Regions from separate parts of the Triticum aestivum genome. Here region 2 is linked to region 1. Evidence: chromatin contacts called from public Hi-C data. All regions are on one chromosome and are shown on one strand. Each heading gives the region's core, a stretch centred on a gene start, on an enhancer-like site or on the middle of the called end of the contact. The rest is flanking DNA. Distances are from core to core; before and after follow the strand shown. Region 1 holds the start of LOC123180567 (probable ethylene response sensor 2). Region 2 holds the start of LOC123180568 (NAD(P)H-quinone oxidoreductase subunit S, chloroplastic).

Evidence for each region. A called contact is a pair of places that touch in the nucleus more often than the background predicts.
Region 2: a contact with region 1 is called in a Hi-C map of leaf, with 5 times the contacts expected there. The contact joins the promoter of LOC123180568 here to the promoter of LOC123180567 in region 1. A contact is called at or near these places in 3 of 5 Hi-C or Micro-C datasets (all in leaf) and 1 of 1 datasets of contacts at active chromatin or transcription factors (leaf).

The regions. Positions count from the first base shown.
Region 1 is chr1D:100,706,194-100,709,418 of IWGSC CS RefSeq v2.1, reverse strand. LOC123180567 (probable ethylene response sensor 2) reads left to right here and starts at 1,747. Exons shown (of 6, transcript XM_044592639.1): 1 at 1,747-2,276; 2 at 3,067-3,225. The coding sequence starts at 3,114.
Region 2 is chr1D:101,084,179-101,087,403 of IWGSC CS RefSeq v2.1, reverse strand. It overlaps LOC123180568 (NAD(P)H-quinone oxidoreductase subunit S, chloroplastic), which reads right to left and starts at 1,702. Exons shown (of 1, transcript XM_044592642.1): 1 at 791-1,702. The coding sequence starts at 1,626. The coding sequence ends at 910.

The DNA of each region.
Region 1 (3,225 bases), core at 498-2,997:
TCTCCTAAACCGTGCGTCCAAATCTCGAACCGTTTTCACCATTGGATTCCACGCATCAAGATATTCAAAACTAGATCCCATGTTGATAGGTTTTGACGAACTTTTTTTCATGAAAAAACCGGACGAAAAAAATCAGGCGAAAAAACCGAACCGGGAGCACGGTTTTTTTTCCTTTCCGAAGGAGGCATGCCCGTGGAAGCAAAACCGTGACTCTCGTGGAAGGAAAAAAAACAGAAAACGCATTTTTTTTCGTTTCCGAGAGGCGCGGCCGTGACTGTCGCGAAAGCACAACCGTGCCTCTCGCAAAAGCAAAACCGTGACTCTAAAAAAACAAAAAACACGTATTTTTTCCCTTTCCGAGAGTCATGGCCGTGACTCTCGCGAAAGCACAACCGTGCCTCTCGCGGAAGCAAAACCGTGACTCTCGCGAAAGGAAAAAAAACAGAAAACGCATATTTTTTTCCCTTTCCGAGAGGCACGGCCGTGACTCTTGCAAAAGCACAACCGTGCCTCTCGCGGAAGCAAAACCGTGACTCTCGCGAAAGAAAAAAAAGCAGAAAACGTGTTTTGTTTTTCCCTTTCCGAGAGGCACGGCCGTGACTCTCACAAAAGCACAACCGTGCCTCTCGCGGAAGCAAAACCGTGACTCTCGCGAAAGAAAAAAAACAGAAAACGCATTTTTTTTCGTTTCCGAAAGGCACGGCCGTGACTCTTGCTAAAGCACAACCGTGCCTCTCGCGGAAGAAAAACCGTGACTTTCGCGAAAGAAAAAAACGCGTTTTTTCGAGAAAAAAAAATTTCAAATTTTTTTTACGAAAAACATAAACACCGAAGAAAAACCAAAACGTCAAAAAAACCGAAAAAACGTTTAAAAAGCCGAAAACACATGCGAAAAAATAAAAAAACAAAATCCAAAGAGAACGTCCAGAGCGCGACACGTGGCGAATGACTGAGAGCGCGCCAAGTGGCGCTGATCATTGCGAGGCTTCCGAAAAAGCGCTCGTTAACAGTTGCTCTCCTAAGTACTTCTGCACAAACACAAAAGAGAGCATGGGAAAGGCCCATGATGGGCAGGTGCAACCCATCACACATCAGCATGCCGTACATCCTACAGCGAATCATCTCTCTCTGTGGTCAAGTCTGACTCCAAACGTCTGCCTCACATGTCCATGCATCCAGCCCAGCAGGTGCAATGCATCCAGCCTCCCCTGTCGCTTTCACCAAGGATTTTTTTCCCTTAAGAATTAGTAGTGGTATTATGCAAATTAGTAGTGGTCTTCATTCTTCAGATGCACGGTTGGATTCCAGCGTTACTGAATTGACAAAGGATTATAGGAACAAACCCATGAAATTATTAGCTTGTTGGTGCCTTCAGAGACATCGATCTTAAGTATATTTTTGCTTGGAGGAGAACCTAATCACGCCACAAAATCATCATGTTCAACTTGGCTGCTAAAAAATGTATCAGAACGGCATGAAAGTCTTTCCCGATTTTCTCAAATGCTAAACAAAGAAAGCCAAACTCCCTTGGATAAATGTGCAACTTGAAACAGAATTTATGCAGATAATCTTGCACAAAATCATAGTATATGTTTTAAAATACCTACCAAAATCCTGCACAAATCGTGGATACACTAAACAAAGAACCCGAGAGGAAAGGCTCGATTAGTACTCCATTTTTTTACCTGCAAAGTGTGGCGAAGTTCCAAGTTGCTGCCATTAACGGCGGGGTGTCGCGTCTTCGCTTTCACATCCAACCGAAACCAAAAGGGCGCTTTTTCTCTAGTCACTTGCAGCTCCGAGGCATCCCCTCTAGCCCTCTCTCTCTCTCTCTCTCCCCCCATTCCCAAGAATCCATCCATCCCGGCAATCGCGGGCAGCTGCGGCACGGGAGCGCCGAGCGGCAGATCGAGTCGCCGCCCGTCTCTCCTCCGTTGGCCCAGGTCAACACGCGAGCGGCTGTTGCTTCGATTTAGAGCGAGGAGACCTCGTCGTTTTCCACCGGCGGTTGTTGGTGGTGCGGTTCTTGGTTCCGGCGCGCTGCCGTGCTGAGATCGGCGCGGTGTCCCTGGAGTTCCTTGTGCGGCTGGGGGAGTAGCTACAAGAGCTGCCTCCGTTTTCTTGCATTCCCTGCTGCTGTTGCGGTGGGATTCTTCCTCTTACCTGCCGTGCTCGAGCTTGCCGCGTCGTCTTGCTTTGGTCAAGACAAGGCGTGCGGCGGCAGAGTTGAGCGGGCAAAGAAAAGAGAGAAGCTTAAGCTGAGGTATCTTGCTGAAGTAATTTCTCAGCCTCAAGCAGTCAAGCTATTTCGGGAATTGCAAATAAAAATCTCAAGCAGTTTGATAATGACCTGCTGTAATACTGAATCGATTTCAATTTGGGTTGGGTCATGTTAGGGTTCTGTGCCATGGACTGTCGATATAATATCTCAGCTTCACAGACCTCAGTTTAGGTTCACACAAGTAATTTGACCTTTATTTAGGTGTTCCATGAATGATGGTTCAGAGTTGGATTCAGGGTCAAAGTGTGGTGTTTAATTTCACGACGCCTTGGAGCTTGTGGCTTTTAATTCTATAGGGACTGGTAATCTTTTTCACTAGTGTCTTTGTTGGTAGGTGTAAATTAGTGTTGTTCGTTTGATGGCATTAGTTGATGTTTCATGTTAGTAATGGACTTGATCCTTACTTCTAAATTTTCTTCTGCTTGGTGAGAGAAGACGGATTGAAAATCGCGATCCCTGACTATTTCTAGCACCAGCTAGAGTTTATTCGTGTAGAGGGTAGCACTGCGTTTTTTATGTAAATGTGATTGCTAATCCTACAGATGCGTTCTGTCTTCTGCATGTCCTCTTGATCTTGACTGTATTTTTCATAGCTTAACCCAACCCAACTAGAGCCTGTCATATGCAAATTTGGCTGATGGATGTATGGTTTGGACCACCACTACCGCTCCATGCTATTAACATATTATTATAGCTGCCCTATGGAAGTTGCTCTCTTTCATGGTTTTTTGTGGAATTGTTTTTCAAATCAAGTCAAGTAAAATTTTGATGTTATGTTTTCACAGGTCAAGTAGAAGTGCAGCTCTCCGGTAACACCTTTTGCTGTTAGCAGATGGATGCATGTGATTGTATCGAACCACTTTGGCAGGCCGATGATCTCCTTGTGAAGTATCAGTACATATCTGACTTTTTTATCGCACTTGCATACTTCTCGATCCCTTTGG
Region 2 (3,225 bases), core at 453-2,952, 380 kb before region 1:
ATAAGAGGTATTAGCTATGTAGAAAGTCAAATTTCTTTAGCTTTGACCAAGTTTAGAGCAAAAATATCGACAACCACAATATTACAACAAAAATATATGGAAATTCATTTCATGATGAATTAGAAAATACCGATTTGCTATTATGGATTTTGATATATTTCTCTACAAATTTGATCAAACTTAAAAGGTTTGATTTAAAGAAAAAAGCAATACATCTTACATTTTGAAACAATGATTATTTTTTTAAGAAACCCAACAACACCAACAACGCAGCAAAGCACGCTCAATCCTTCTAGTATGACCAAACGTACTGCTCAACTATAACCACCAGGCCACTAATCCTAGTATGGCGAGTAGTTTATCCGTACGGCAAATTGAACTCTTTTCTTTTCAACAAAGAAATTGAACTCTGAGATAATGATATACTATTACATATTTTCCGGTTTATTTGGCTTGCGCATATCCCTAAATTGACAATTTAACCAATATGACACAAGTAACATATCCCAAAAATCAACTAAAAAATATACTAATAGAAAATATATCATTTAAAGTTTCTAATGATATAATTTTTATGACATATAAACTATGTTTGTCAAATTGTTATTCTGAATGTGTGCATGTCTAATAAACCGAAACCGAAAACGAGGTACTCTCTCTGATCCAAAATTCCAAAATAAGTGTGGTGGTTTTAGTTCAAGAATCGGAGAGAGTAGTATCTACGGGCTGCTCACAAGCCAAAAATCATCTAAGCAGAATTTCAGACCAAATGTGATCAACCATGTGGCAATTAACAAGAAAGCTAAATTTCATTATCTCCATATTTGTTCCAAATTCAGACTAACACTCCAACTACACATACATACATACACATATCCATACAGGAACATGAACAAGAAGCATGGCAAGTCAAGCCTTTATGGCGGCCGTGCCTTCCTCTTCCTTCTTCTCGGCCACCTCGTCCTCGTCCATGGCCTCGACGAGCGCCTCGAGCACGACCGACTTGGGGTTCACCATGGGCGGGCCCTTCTCCCGGCCTTCGAGCTCGTCTACGCCGAAGGTGATGAGCCTATCCCAGTTCCCGCCCTCGAACAGCACCCCGACCTTTCCATCGGTGACGCGCTGCACGATGCCACAGTACATGTGGTACGCGTTGTTGGGGTTCTTGACGAGCACCACCATGCCGGGGAGGAACAGCGGCAACTCCGGCGGCCTCGGCCTCCCCGCCGGAACCACGGCGGAGGATGCTTTCCCGTCCGTCTGGGTTCTCTTGGGGGGAGGAGGCGGGTTCTTGGCGACGAAGTCCTTGAGCCCGACCTCGCCCCCGGGGAAGCCGCCCGTGAGGCCCATCATCTCCTTCTCGAACGCGTCCGGGTACACCGCCGGAGGGTCCGACTTAGCGCTTCCTGGTGAGGAGTCTCCCGAGGGCGTGGATGGAGGAGGTGAGGGCGGGGTGGGCGACGAGAGCTCCTTGCGGATGCCGACCTCACCATTGCAGAGGCCGCGGCCGCCGAGGATTTCGGATAGGCGGAAGGACGCGGAGGGAGGAGGGGCGGGGAGGCGGATGCGGTGGGGGTGCAGCGGCGGGGGCCGGAGGAAGGAGGGAGTGGTGGGCGCGGGCGCCATTGGAGGGAGAAGAAGATTGGAGCAATGTGTGGAAGTGGGGGCAGGGGGAGCAGAAGAGGTGATGAGGCGGCCCGTGCGCTTCTTGACACGTGGCACTGCTGATGAGTTGGTACTTCTGTGAAAGGCGTGGGTGTGGACGAGAAACGGGTGAAGAAACACTCGCGTGACTGACCCAGTTGAGTTTGGTAGAGAAAAGCAGGCCCAAAACTAACATATGGATATTGTTTGTTTGCCTGTATTGAGATCGTTGTTCATCATAGAATCCGCAAATTCTTAGCGGCCGTCAGTACCCATAAATTTATTTTCAGCTAGCATATTAAATGGGCCGTAATTCTTAATAAGAAAAGCTGCATGATAGTGACAGATTTAAATTCTGACATTTGAGACCCACAAAGAAAAAGTCTATCCAAGGCGATGTCCACTTGATAGTAAACATTCAGAAACCTGATTTTAAAATTACTGTAAATCCAAAACTCGCCTGAAAATCATGAAACTTGACATTATGTTATGACATGGCACAACATGCTGTGGTGAAAAAATTGTCCAATTTGGGATAAATTTGGGTATAAATCGGAATTTCTCTTAAGAAGCTTCATGGTTCCGAGAGGGAACTTGTTACTTATGTGTGTGAAACGACATATGTTGTCTCTTCCCGCCTTGATTTATTTTACAGAGGCAACATGCAACGATAGAAGTGTCGTCCTAAAAATATGAAATTATTCAGGGTTCATTTTGCCTTTTTATATGTTATTTGAGTTTTCTAGGCATTTACGAACATACTTTGGTGTGTGCAAACGCCATGTGTGTACTAGCCACCTATGTAATTGGATGTTTAGTTTGGTTATGAAATCAAGTCCTTATAAGTTATAAGTACATGTATTGTTGTTCTGTATGCAATGACATCGCACACGGACCATACTAGGAAACCCGTTGGTGATGAATTCATCAATCGCTGACAATTGTATACCAGCAAACGTTTCCCCACAACACACACGGCTTATTAGCAGAATCGTCTATGTTATTATCGGTCTTGGCACACATCTCTGATTACGGACCTGTTTGCCGTGTATCACACACATCTGGTTAAGTTGAACCGTTTCTGTTATCTCGGCTCATGGCAAATAGTTCATCCGAGTGAGTTGTATGCCGTCTGTCGCACATGCCTTGATCTGCCCAACCGTTTCAGTTGTGTTGCCTAATCACAAACAGTTCATCTGGGTGAACTGTATGCCGTATATGACATACACCTTCATCTGGCTACCCGTTTCTGTTGTTAAGCTCATCGCAAACAATTCATTCGAGTGAACTGTAAGCCACGCATCGTACACGCAACTATAATTTGAATCGTGTTTGGAAAACTTTTTTTAATCTTTTTTGAGGTTTTATTACATCACCGTTTGCGATTAATGCATCACACACAGTTTCGTCGAAGAGTCTCTAATTGTAGTGTCGCGTTTGGACCATCTTGCAGTAGTGATATTTGAGTTCTTGATCCTATCTGCTAGTTATATGCACTTATTATTGTTCTGATCCGTAGACCCCAAGGTGACAATAATTGGGATACTCTCGGGGATGGCTGTAATTTGAGGAGTTCATGTA